Regions from separate parts of the Triticum aestivum genome. Here region 2 is linked to region 1. The links are chromatin contacts, called in public Hi-C maps. All regions are on one chromosome and are shown on one strand. The core of a region is the stretch at or near the end of the contact, and the rest is flanking DNA. Distances in the headings are between cores, read along the strand shown. Region 1 holds the start of LOC123167789 (purine-uracil permease NCS1-like). Region 2 holds the start of LOC123164182 (BTB/POZ domain-containing protein At1g30440).

Evidence for each region. A called contact is a pair of places that touch in the nucleus more often than the background predicts.
Region 2: a Hi-C map of leaf shows a contact between it and region 1, with 4 times the contacts expected there. The contact joins the promoter of LOC123164182 here to the promoter of LOC123167789 in region 1. A contact is called at or near these places in 2 of 5 Hi-C or Micro-C datasets (both in leaf).

The regions. Positions count from the first base shown.
Region 1 is chr7D:389,531,525-389,538,103 of IWGSC CS RefSeq v2.1, reverse strand. It overlaps LOC123167789 (purine-uracil permease NCS1-like), which reads right to left and starts at 3,189. Exons shown (of 1, transcript XM_044585652.1): 1 at 1,227-3,189. The coding sequence starts at 3,090. The coding sequence ends at 1,420.
Region 2 is chr7D:389,944,738-389,952,296 of IWGSC CS RefSeq v2.1, reverse strand. It overlaps LOC123164182 (BTB/POZ domain-containing protein At1g30440), which reads right to left and starts at 3,004. Exons shown (of 4, transcript XM_044581593.1): 1 at 2,277-3,004; 2 at 397-466; 3 at 1-153. The coding sequence starts at 2,335.

The DNA of each region.
Region 1 (6,579 bases), core at 1,940-4,439:
TACTACTCCAACACACTCCCAGGAGAGAGATTGGTAGGATCCTTTCGGTGGAAGTCCCTACTCAAGCTCTTGCCCATCTACAAGAAGTTTGCAGTTTGCAAAGCTAAGTCAGGAAATGCAACACTTCTTTGGATTGACTGTTTGGTGGGACCAACCACCGGCAACAAAGTTCCCTGAACTTAATTCCTATTCCACCAACAACACTGTGACACTGCAACAGATTATCAGATCACAGGAGCTGTCAGAACATTCCCACACTCCTATGTCTCAGCAAGCATTTCAGCACTATAATCTCCTACTAGAGCAACTACTAGAGAGACCAGCTTCTAATGCCACGGATGAATGGATTGTACAAGGATCAACAAGAGGCCACTCTTCCATTAAAATGCACCGCCACATGATGGGACCTAGCACAGTACACCACCACTTTCAATACATCTGAAAAACATCTTGCAGATTGAGGCACAAGATCTCCCTCTGTCTCCTTCTCCATGACAGGATCAATACAATGAATCTTCTCAACAGAAAGACCATGCACCTGGATAACTATAACTGTGCATTGTGTGTAGATAACACAGGGGAAACACTTCTACATCTCTTCTGGAATTGCCCATTTGCACTGCAGTGCTGGGACAACATCATTCCATTTTGGCACAGAGGTATATCAATATTTTATCAATTCCAGCTTGCCCTACTTCAACTGCCACAAGATATTGCATTGGACATTCTAACAGTGTGATGCTGGGGAATTTGGTCCATAAGAAACGGCAAGATCTTCATATCAGCTGCACCACACATTCATGGCTGGAAGCATTATTTACAGGAAGGAATGTGAACTACTCAGATCAAGGCAAAGCACACCAAAACAGAAAAGATCCGTAGTTAGGTAGAACATAACATATAATCTGATGTCAATACTTCATAGAACTAGCATAGGTTAAATTTTCTTTATATTGTTTTGCTGGCTTGTACACATTTTAATTTATTAATGAAAATACCGTAGAAGTATTGTTCTACGGTTTTACAGTAGAACAAACAAACAAATGAGGCCTGAGACGATGCATGCTTCGTTAATTCCAAGGTACCAAAACATTATGCGCTTTGGCTCTGTGGCAAAGAAAAATACATGCAGTCCACACGCCACAGTAGGATCTACTGGGTAAATTCACGCACAAATACTACCGTCTCATTCCAAAAATAAATAAATAGCTGAACCATGTATATATTCAACGTACATACAGTAGCATGTTGTCTCACAAAATAAATGTAGGCATATAAACTCCATCCCACTGTTTGGCTGATTAATAAATGTAATACATATTTTACTGTTTATAAGATGTATGGAGGCACTTTCTTGTTTGCTTATTAGTAGTCTTGTCAGTAAATATTGTTGTATGTAGTGTCATTCTGAAACCCAATCTAGTAGGAGTATGAAGTGGCACGACTGTACTGTCGTTTCACTTCAACCCCTCTCCGGAGACGCAGCAGGGAGTAGACGGCGCCGGCGATGAAGAAACTGACGAACCAGGCGTTGTCATAGGCCACGACGAGTGCCTTGGACATTGTCGGCAGCACCCCGACCTTGTGCAAGAACCCCGGCATGACGGCGGCGAATCCTGCCGCCATCGCCACCATCGCGGCAACGTTGAAGCCGCCCTGGAAGTAGTACGGGCTGCCGGCTTCCTCCGAGTAGAGCGCGTCGACGTCCAACGCGGTACGCCGCACTATATAGTGATCGGCGAGCACGACGCCTCCGATGGGCCCCATGAGCGCCGCATTTCCCAGCAGCCAGGTGAAGACGAAGCTCTCGCTGGAGCCGAGCAGCCGCCACGGCTGCAAGGCGATGCCGAGCAGCGCCGTGGCGAGCGCGCCCTTGGCGAACGTGAATGTCTGCGGCGCGAGCGCGACGAGGGTGTTCGCCGGCGCGACGACGTTGGCGGCGATGTTGGTGGTGATGATGGCTAGGGTGATGCCAAAGATGGCGAGGACCCTGGTGGCGGGCCCGCCGATGCGGCTGAGGAGGTCGATGGGGTCGGAGATGACCTGGCCGAAGATGGCCTCGGTGGAGGAGGTTATGGCGAGGCCGGCGAAGGTGAACATGCCCATGAACACCGGCAGCCCGATCTGGCCGAGCACCTGGTCCGTCTGGCTCCGGGCGTACCGCGCGAAATCCGGGATGTTGATGGCCACCGTCGACCAGAAGCTGATGTTGGCGGTGAGCGCCGGGAAGAAGAGCTGCCAAAAGTCGCCGCCGACCAGCCGCGGCGGAAGCGAGAGGATGGGCCCGAAACCGCCGGCGGAGACGTAGGCCCAGGCCAGCAACGCGGAGGTGAGCGCGACGAGCACCGGTGCTGCGTATTTCTCGAGCTTGCGGATGCCGTCCATGCCGCGCATGATGACGGCGAGCTGCGCGGCCGAGAAGACGAGGAGGCACGCGATCTCGAGCGGCGAGGCCCCGAGGCCGGGCACCGGCTTCAGCAGCGGCGCGTGGGTCTTGAGCCACGCCGGCAGGAGGAGGAAGATGGCTCTGCCGCCGATCCACGACTCGATCCCGAACCACCCGCAGCCGATGACCGCGCGGACGACGGCCGGGACGTGCGCGCCGTGAACCCCGAAGGCGGCGCGCGCGAGCACCGGGAACGGCAGCCCGTGCGTGACGGCCGGCGCGGCCGTGAGCACGAGCGTGGCGAGCACGATGAGGTTGGCGAGCGTGACTGTGGCTACGCCCTGGATCGCCGACATGCCGAGGTCGACGAGGCTGCCGGCGAGGTAGTAGGCCGGCACGCCGACGACGAGGCCCACCCAGAGGCTGGCCAGGTCGAAGCCCGTCATGGTGCGTTCCGACTTGGGCGTCGGGGCCAGGTCGTCCGATCCGCCCGACCCAAGCCTGGGGCAGACGGGCATGATCCTCCTGGCCGTGCCGCCGCCGCGAGGGAGGTGCAGAGGCGCGATCCCGGCTGGCGGCCCACGCGGGAGCAGAGGCAGCCGCGGCGGCGAGGTGGAGACGGCGAGGAGGTGGTGCAGCTGCAGGTGGTGAGCGGAATGCCGTGCGGCGAGCGGTCGGGACAGGGCCATGGACACGGCGGCCATCGTGTCGACTGTCGAGGTGGTAGTGGCCGCACCGCGCGAGCAGAGAAGCGGAAGCGGAAGGGGAAGCAGGGGAAGGAACGAGAGGAGGGTGTGGCGCGAAATATTGCTGGACTCGAGTGTGTTTGCAAACGGGGGAGGTGATAAGGGGAGGGGCACGTGTTACGTGCAGGGGGGCCTGCGTCCGAGGAGCCGAAACCTGGTTGGTTGGTTGCACTGCTGGTTACGGTACCGACGGGCCATTGCCTACGGCAAAAGATCAAATTCGTTTTTTGTTAGGCAAAGTCAAGGTGGCCATGCCTCACCACGCAACAAAAAAAAAAGAGACTGTGGCCATCTTCCCACGGTTTCATTGTAAAAAATAATCCTTCTAAAAATATATACAGTACTAAAATGTATCACCACAGATACAGTGAAAGGAGATGAAGAGTGACCTCGTCACTGCGGCACATACGCCCGCTGGCCCGAGTGCAACATCTCTCATGAGTGGTTAAACGCTTCGGTGGTGCGCTCTGCTCCATCCACGAAGATACGCTCGGAATCATCGATGACATCAAAGTCATCAACTGCTTGGATCACGTTGAAAATTTGTGTCGTGAAACAATTGCGGTTTTCTAATTTGACCATATTTAATTTTCGAGGCAATGCTGAGTATACTCATGGATATGTACTCGCAAATCGTCCAATGCCTTTTTTTTAACAAAAGAGGCTCTGATCTAATATAAAAAGTTCATCAAAACTACGAAGTACCCCAAGTATAATGGAAATTACATCAAGGTCCCTGAACCACTGAACAAGACCTGAACTTGTCAAATATAGTCGAAAGTCTTCGTGCATGTGTCCCTAAGAACCAGCACTCTGGAGCCGCAATCTTCACCGCTGAACCCTTTAATAATGGGAAACGTTTGGGGCCGGGGCACCGGCGGAACGATTCGGCCGGTCTCCCTCTTCCTCGCGCAGCGCACGTACAGGAGGGCACCAGAGCCGGCAGGCACCACGCGCGGGCCAGACGACCAGCGGGCTCCTTCGACCGCCGCCGCCAGAGAAGAGCGCCTTGTCGTCCGCGTGCGGCCGCCCCTCACCGGATGTCGTTCGCGTGCGGCCGCTCCTCGCCGGATCTCGTTCGCATGCGGCCGCCCCTCGCCGGACTACTACCCTTCTGTCTCTTCCCAGAATCCGCCCCTCTGCCTCTCCCTGGAATCCGCCCCGGCCGCCCCTCGCCAGACCTTGCAGCGCTCGAGCCTCCCCAGCCATGGCAGACTACACCCCACGGTGATTTTTTGTTAGAACCGGTTGTAGCAAATTCAATCGCCGGTGGTAGCAAAAATCTACTACTGTTGCAGCAAAACGGTGTCATCGTCATCGCGAGCAAACACTAGACATCGCGCTTTTTTGTTACATGCTACAACCTGTATCACATTTTGCTACAACCGGCACACCACTCAGCTACAACCGGCGCCGAGTTTTGCTACATCGGATATCAGAAAGTTGCAAGCGTTCAGTGCCATCGAGGAAAGCTACAACCGTCTACAGAAAATGCTACAACCTTCGATGAAAAAAGCTTCAACCGAACGAGAGATGAATTTTTCACCCAGGCGCTGCTCAAAACGAAAAAAGTTTCAATCGTTTACAGAAAAGCTTCCACCGTAGAGGGGAAAAGCTACAACCGTGTCAATTTTTTGCTACTACCGTCTGTGTGTTTTGCTACATCCATTCATGCGGCCATGGTACTTTTTTTGCGACTGAGGTGTGACCGGCGACGACGAGGATGAACATTTTTTGTTGCAACAACCTCGTTTTTTGCTACCATTGGCGATGTGTTTTGCTACATCCGATTAACATGTTTGCTACAATGGCGACGCTGATGGATTTTTTTTGCTGCAACCATTGTCTTCATTTGCTACGACTGACACGGGAAAATGCTACCACGGGGCATCTCTATTTTTTGCTGGAACCAATCATCGGTGAGGCGGAGCTGCATCCATGGCACTCCGACGAGCAGCGGGGGCAGCGAGCGGTCGGGGTGAGCTGAGTCCCGGGGCACGGGGCGGCCCCGACGGGCGGCCGGGGTGGCGAGCGGACTTGGACGAGTTGAGTCGCGGAGCTGCATCCATGGCGCTCCGATGGGCGGCCGAGGCGGCGAGCGGTCAGCTCCAACCGGCGGCCGGGGCGGCGAGCGGGCGGGGCGAGCTGAGTGCCGGAGCGTGGGGCGACCGGCGAAGACGGGCGACGAGACGGGGTTCCTTTCCCGTCCGCGCTCGCGAGAGGAAGACGACGCCCTGGTTGGATAAGGATCCAACGGATCGGAATGGGCCGATCTGACGGCTAGGGTTGGACCGGCCGAAGCGTCCGGCCGGTGCGCCGGCGCCTAGCATCGCCCTTTAATAATTGATCTAAAGAACCTGACACTAAATCTCGTTGTCATATATGTGCAATGAGAAACCCTAACCTCGCCGCCCCGAGGAACTGGCAGGAATTTACGCCAGAACTCATATAATCTGTGTCGACGGATGAACTTGAGAAGGAACGAAGCCGGAAGACTGACTCGAAGAAGCATCGCCATCCATCAGAGCCACTCATGCGAGGACTAAATCCCTAACATATCTACTAGCCGGAGCATAGGCAGAGCCGTGGCGGGTCCATGGGCTCAGCGACGAAGATCGAGGGGAGGAGGACTTTGCCCAAGTCGTCTTGCTGGAGGGAAAAGAAAGACATGCACATTGTTGCCCGTTGAATACTAGAGTTATGGAGCCTTGAAATTAACTAAATATTTGCGTGCATCCCATTATCGATGAGACATCACCTCGTATTAGAAAGAATGATACGTGTGTCTGGACTGGACTTGGCGCCTGGACTTGTTGTCCCATCGATGCTTCTTTGCACCGACTGGACTTGGTGCCCTGATTTCCTCATAGGTGCGCCCTGGGCATCTGGACTTGTTGTCCCATCGTTGTTTCTTTGCACCGCCTTGGCCGACCTTGTTCATATCGCGACAAGGTTGGATTCCTGTTCGTCCTCCCTCTTGCAGTCCTGATTGCGGTTGTGGTTTCTGCTTCTAGATGTCGGGGGATGAACTCCGGTCAGGCAACGGAATCCGGATCTTTTTCAAAAACATCGAGGCTGGCATCACCCCTCAATCCGGCTTGCGCTTGCCAGGTTCGTCAACCCGACCGGGTTGAAACACGGCCCGGCCTGCTCGCGCACGCAGGCCGAACTCGACAAGCCAAGAGTTCTCCAACAAGCCAGCGCCCTTGTGGCGTCTTTCTCAACCCAGCCACGGGTTAGCTCCCGTCCCATCCAAGGCGTACGACGGAACAAGTCTCCATAGAGGGGATGAGCAAGGCCACAGTGCCCCACCAACTCCTCTGACTGGCAGGGGCGTGGCAATAGTGGTCGACCTACTCCCCTGACCAAGGCCGACGTGGCAACAGTGCCGCCCTCGTACCGCTGACACAAGCCGATGGCGACCAGGCGATGCGCCAGTGTAGCCGA
Region 2 (7,559 bases), core at 1,755-4,254, 410 kb before region 1:
AAACTTCACACCATAGCAGAACCTAGCAGCTAGTTCAAAAGCCTTTGCTCCCCCAGGAATATCAGATAGATCAATGGCACAGCTATCTTCTCCCTTCTCAATTTTCTCTCTGATGAGACGTTCCAGAAGGCCACTCTTCGATAATAGAGGAAACTGTAAAACAGATATCAATTGTTACAAGGTAATTTACTTCATCCTCCACAGACATGTACATCTATTTTTTGTCTCTAAATAAAGTTGTACTAAATCAAAGACACTTATTTTGGGATGGACGGAGTGGTATGCACATATTGGTACTAGAAGTTTCCCAGAATCAAAGTAAAAATCGCACAATGCTAACAAAATTGTGTGAAAACACATGAAAGCCTTAGTGAACTATATTAGTGAAATTTTTACCTTGTGGAGATGAAAAGATTGTTCCCCAACCACCACAGTTATATCACTGGGAAGGCCAGTAGTGCAATACCTACATAACAGACATATTTCTATTAGTAATTTTCTGTTCAAACAATTTAGTTTATATAAAATAGTGTGCTTACAAAGCTATAACTGTAGAGCATGCGGAAGTACATGAATATAAGTGGGAAAATTATTCCAGCCAAACCACATGAGATAATATTAGTTTGTTGTATGAACATGAGCTGCATTTAGTTCGGCCATCTATTCTAAAGTGAACATGAGCTCAATGTAGCAATTGAGCCTCGCTTGGGTGGGGGTAGATGTACAAACTCACTACCCTCCATGTCTATCCCTATTTTTTTTCTACTATTTCAACATGTATTTGTTCCTACATGTTCCAGCATTTTTGCTTCTTGGAAAAACATGGTATACTTTGGTGCTCTTTGAGCTCATCAACGGAGTGAACTAAACTTAATGCACTACATAATCCAGCTGAATATCAACATCTTACATCAGCCCCAGCTTGTCTCATTAAGATGGAAAATTTTAGGGATAAAAAGGCCATGTGTTATCATGAATATTGTTCCAAATATTGGCTAGTTAAACCGGCATCTCGGTCAGTTAATCGCTACTCGGTGGGTCACCGAGTAGCCGATTAACTGATTTATCGGCCAATTAACTGGAAAATTTGCCTATTTGTCCCTACTCAGCACCCAACTGATATGGTACTAGTTACCGATATCTTGAACATTGATCACAACCAGCTCCAGGCACATTAACGTGCTTGACTTCCTAACTTCTAGACTGTATGCACACAGAAATGCACTAAAATATCCATGGTCAGACTTGAAAATAATAATCTACGTCACAATTGTTTCTCTCTCTTCTAAATACAGTTTAGATGTCTTTAGAAGTGTTGATCAAGTGATGTGCCTAATAAAGATGGTTCTAAAAAAAGATTGCACTTAAATAGGATACAAGAGACCACATAAGAGAGATTAGCTATAAGCCTTCTAACCGTAACCAAAAAAATACTCAAGTTTCAGATTTGTAGCAGTTTATTACATATTCCAGGACCGGTATCTGACGGAGTAATGCTCGGCGTGATTGTGATGAGAGAACAGAATTTGGAGGAATCAATATGGCACATTTAGTGCCCAACATGTGCAGCTCCAGCAAGTACTGAACATAAGAACGACCGGGCCCAAAAGTCAGGTGAGACAACATTTCTCATGGAAGGGTGGGAATAAATGCTAATCCCTTTACCCATCACTGCCTTGATCTGAATAACTCCCAAAAATGGTACTATAAAAGGTAGGTTCCATTTTTCCAGGAACAGATGAAGTACTCCAAACGGTATGAGCATCGAATGCATCGAAATGACAGTCCTAGCATAATGATATTGATTAACAGGCTGTCTTTAGATAAATAACTGGTAGGGAGTCCTCCCAGAAAGTTGCGTCAGCTTAAAAACAAAAATCGGTTGTAGTTTTCCTAGCTGGCCTGGGCTCGATGTTTTGATCAGAGCCTTCCATCCAGAAGGAGTTGGTTAGCATATTATAATCAGTACCCCAGATGAGGCCAACAGGAAGAGGTTGGGCCATGGATGATTTATGGGAGCTTCTAGTACACACATATGGCACCTATTCAATTATTTTTCCAATTCCTGAAAGAAGTAATGGCACAGGGACAAACACTCCAATGGCTAAAAAATGTCAATTATGGCAGCAAATAGAGCAAGTAATGAAAACATTGCACGGATTAAAAGGTGAAGCAACTTTAATAAGATGTTAAAATTGTCATTTGCAACCATGAGGCTAGACATGGCAGAGGATCATGTTGGGGGAAATGAAGAAAGAGAGAGAAGCTGTTCATACCAGTCTTGACCCTGCTTCCTGAACACATCAGCCCTTGATCCCAGCTTGAGGCAGGCCATGTTAGGAGTCCCAGGTTCCAGTGGACGCCGCACTACATGAACGAGGCGGCCGGTTGCTTGGGATCAAAGGCAGAGAGAGATTCCGGCCCCCCGCACACACCAGAACCAAATCCTCGAGAAACCAAGGGAAAAGAAAAGAGAAAAGGAAAGCACTTTCCCCACACAGGCAGACGCACGCAAAACCTCAATCTTAGCCCAAAATCCCCCGAGACGTCGCTGCGACGTGGAAGGCGAAGAGCGTCCAGATTACGCGGAGAGCCGACACGAGATTGCACATCCACTGGTGAGGAGAAGAGGAGAGATTCCGGCGACCTCTGGAGACGCGGAAAAGAAGGGCCGGCGGACCTTTGGATAACTGTGGTACCTAACTAAACCCACCCGCCGAATTACTCCTGGATTCTTCCGCCCAAGATCCCGACTCAACGAAGGAATGGACCGTCCCGGACCCGGAAGAAGAAGATGAGGAAGAGAGGTCGATGACCAGTGGTGCCGCCGGAGGAGGAGGGGAAGGAGGAGGAAGGTTTGTTGGTTTGTTTGTTTATGGGGACTGGAAGGGTGGGGGAGTAGGAATGTTGTGGCAGGCAGGGAAGGGGATCCAAGAACATTCTCTTCTTTGGCTCGGTGTACTAGTACTAGTAGTCCTGCTGTGGTGTGGATTTGGGTGGGCTTCACAGCTTCCTATGGAGAAAAGGACACCAAACGGAAAGGAGACGGGGAGGAGGAGGAGGAGGAAGGCAGCCAGGCTGTGGGCCCAGAGCCGGCAGGCCCAGAATCCACTTTGGCTGCATTGTAGTATTTGTATTATTTTTTACGAAACCTTCCAATCTATTCATCTTCGATACAAGGAACAGTAAACTTACATCCAGATCCGTAGACGTCCTAGCGGCGATTACAAGCACTGAAGCAAGCCGAAGGTCATCATCACCTCATTCGTCGGAGCCAAGCAAAACTTGTTGTAATGACAGTCCGAAAGTCATCGTGCTAAGACCACATAGGACTAGCGCACCAGAACAACAACCGCCATCGATGAAGAGACATGTAGATCGGAAAGATCCGGCCTGAAGACACATGAACATAGATGAACAAAGACCGGATCTGAGCAGATCCACCAAAGACCACCACCAACTGAATCATGTGAGACACGCCTTCACACGGCCTCCGGCGATGCTAGAGGCACCGTCGGAATAGGAGGCTAGGCAGGGAAAACTTTATTCCATCATTAAGGAACCGTCGCCGTCTCACATTTCTGAGCAGGACACAAATCCTAACAAAATTCAAAAAAACATCTAACATCCGAGCCCTCCCGACGGCAATGGTCGGGATCCACTGCACGCCCATGACCTTAGGCCACATGAGACGAGTTAGATCGGTGGCACCGCTGATAGAAGGGAGGAACCCTAATCTCTTGTTTGCTTGGGAGGAGAGAAGGAAGTCAACTATTTTTTCATTTTTGTTGATTGGTAGGCTCTTGATTTTGATTCTCCCTGCCCCTCTCCTCCAAACTAATTGACAACTTGGGTGATGACCACGGCATGCTTTGGGTTTGTTTTATTGTTTGTAGTCGTGGCTAAATAGTCTAGGGATCTGGTTGTATTTTTCTTCGTTGTACTGCTATGAATAGATAGGAACTTTATTTTTTTAAAGATAAGAGAAGATCTTTGGACAGAGAAAGTGAGGGGACGGTAAATGGTAATCGGCGTGTTTCTTGTTATACTATAATATCAACCACCGTTGGCTACTGTGCTTTTGGCCTTTTCTTGAGGGTCTTCTATCCTCCCCGTGGTCCACAACCACAGCAGCAAAATGACCACTCGTAAGTCCTAAACCCACACCCGCAAGAATCCATATGTTTCAATGTCCGTCGACAAGTTCTTGCATGTTCGAGACCGAAAGGTCTGTCGTCCCTAGTGGAGGAGATGATGGAGATCACCAACGTGCAAGTCGGGACAGCCGAGAGATTTGGGGGAGATTGGCGCTTCCATCCAGAAACAACTGGAATCACGTCGCGGGGCAGGGCCTAAACACTCCATCTTTTGTTTTTCATGTTCGATGAAGCAACCATGGAATTTCATAAACAGAAACTATCCGTAAGGTAGCACTAGACAGTAGGCGCATTGTTGATCACTTTTGTTTGTCTTGTGGCAACGCAAAAGGTTGTGGATTCTGCGAGGGCAGCCGCGCATGATTAGCACCATGCCATGCTTCCTCCAATCGATGCATCCCTTTCCCTTGTGTCCCAAGGCAGCAAAGATTCCCCCGGTCACAGGACAAGCGAGGCACTAATCCAGTTCCATGCTTTCTTTTCCACTTACCCTTTTTTTTTACAAAATTGCCAAACCCATTAAGGCACAGTGAAAGGGCGGCCAACCAGCTATGCAACTTGGCGCATGCTGGTTGGCCACGATGAAATTTTATTTTTACTTTTATGGAGATTATTTTTAGAAGAGGGAAGTGAGCCTTTTTCCTTTTTCTTTTTGATAAATTTTTTCTAGTTTTTTTTCTTTTTGAGATGGATGTGATACCACGTGATGCGAGATTTTCTTAAAAAGAATTAAGATGAAGGTGATGTTTTTTTAATCTTTTTTTCTTTAAGATGGGAAACACACTCACAACTTCCTCTTGAGCGGCCCGCGATAGCGATGCCATCCATGGCGCCTTTACGCCCGTGGCAAGCGGCCTAGGTCCAGGATGTTACATGGTCGACACGCCAGATTATAGCTCCATGGGAAGTGAGGAAAGTGCCGTGGTGGAACTCAATGATGGGGAGATCTAGGCTCTTTACCAACAGTTAGGCAATCCAACGCAAGATGCAGCCTGGCTAGTTGAAGCTCATTTCGACCATAGGCAAAGTGTCCAAGGAAAAGTGATGCCTGGAGCGCGGAGCGGCTGTCGTGGATATAATCCAGACAATGCTACGGGGGTAGGAATGCAGAGGCAATCGTATCTACCGAAGAATGGAAATAGGAGTATGCACAGGGAATTATACAGGTTCGGGCCCTATTCGGTGGAGGTAATACCCTATTCTATGGTGCTCTTAGCTCTTGGTGTAACCTACAAGTCGTGAATGTTCAACCCTCAGCCCAAGTGAAAGATCGTGGATGTCGCCTAGAGGGGGGGGGGTGAATAGGCGCTTTAAATAATTACGGTTTAGGCTTGAACAAATGCAGAATAAAACTAGCGTTTAATTTGTCAAGCACAAAACCTAAAACAACTAGGCTCACCTATGTGCACTGATACGTCTCCAATGTATCTATAATTTTTGATTGTTCCATGCTATTATATTATCTGTTTTGGATGTATTGTATGCATTATTATGCTACTTTATACTACCTCCATTCCTTTATATAAGGTGTATTTGTTTTTTGATAAAATTCTACAATGTAAGGTGCATTTGTTCTAATTTTTCGTAATTTCGATCTTGGCCCTCCAGAAAAAGGAAAGTACTTTCCCCCTGATTGCATGTATCTCCTTGTAGAGAAAGAAAAGGAAACTATCTCTCTCCCGATTGTGTGTATCTTTTTCTTTCCTAGCCTAAATGATTTATTTGCCGCTAATTTACAAATTAGAGAAGGGCAATTTTGTACATAATTATGTGCCTTGGTCACCGTGCTGAAAATAATACACCTTAGATAAAGGAATGGAGGGAGTATTATTTAAACCTACATCCCAGTGCCAGTTTCTGTTTTTTCCTTGTTTTTGAGTTTCGCAGAAAAGGAATATCAAAGGGAGTCCAAGCGGAATAAAACTTTACAATGATTTTTTTGGACCAGAAGACACCCAGAGGACTTGGAGTCCAAGCCAGAAGACCCACGAGGCGGCGGCAAGGGTGGAGGGCGCGCCCTAGGGAGGGGCCTACCTTGTGGCCCCCTCGGGAGTCCCCTGACTTACTTCTTCGTCCTATATATTCACATATATTCCAAAACCCTCGGAGGCATCCACCAAAAATATTTTTCCGCCGCCGCAACCTTCTGTTCCCGTGAGATCCCATCTTGGGGCCTTTTCCGGCATCATGCCGGAGGGGGATTCAATCACGGAGGGCATCTACATCAACCCTATTGCCCTTCCGGTGAAGCGTGAGTAGTGTACCTCAGACCTACGGGTCCATAGCTAGTAGCCAGAGGGCTTCTTCTCTCTCTTTGATTCTCAATACCATGTTCTCCTCGATGTTCTTAGAGATCTATCCGATGTAATCTTCTTTTATGGTGTGTTTGTCGAGATCGATGAATTATGGATTTATGATCAACTTATCTGTGAATATTATTTGAATCTTCTCTAAATTCTTATATGCATGATTTGATAATTTGTATTTCTCTTCGAATTATCAGTTTGGTTTGGCCAACTAGATTGGTTTTCTTGCAATGGGAGAGGTGCTTAGTTTTGGGTTCAATCTTGCGTGATTTCTGTTGGGAATCATTGCATGAAAAACAAAAAAAATTCTACGCTTACGCAATGATCTATCCATGGAGATGCATAGCAACGAGGGGGAGAGTGTGTCTACGTACCTGATACGTCTCCATCGTATCTACTTTTCCAAACTCTTTTGCCCTTGTTTTGGACTCTAATTTGCATGATTTGAATGGGACTAACCCGAACTGACGTTGTTTTCAGCAGAATTGCCATGGTGTTATTTTTGTGCAGAAATAAAAGTTCTCGGAATGACCTGAAACTTCACGGAGATTATTTTTGGAATAAATAAAAAATATTGGCGAAAGAATCAACCAAAGGGGACCCACCACATGTCCATAAGGGTGGAGGGCGCCCCCCCACCTAGGGCGCGTCCCCTGTCTTGTGGGTCCCACGGATCTCCACCGACCTCAACTCCGACTCCATATATTCGCGTCTGGGGAGAAAAAAATCAGAGAGAAGGATTCATCGCATTTTACGATACGGATCTGCTGCCACCTCTTGTTCTTCCTCGGGAGGGCAGATCTGGAGTCCATTTTGGGCTCTGGAGAGGGCAAATCGTCGCCATCGTCATCATCAACCATCCTCCATCACCAATTTCATGATGCTCACCGCCGTGCATGAGTAATCCCATTGTAGGCTTGCTGGACGGTGATGGGTTGGATGAGATTTACCATGTAATCGAGTTAGTTTTGTCAGGGTTTGATCCTAGTATCCACTATGTTCTAAGATTGAAGAAGAGAGTCTCCCACAAGCTTGGGGGAGGCTTCTCCAGTTACTTAATGCTTTGCCTGATCATCCTCTCAAGAAAAATGAAATA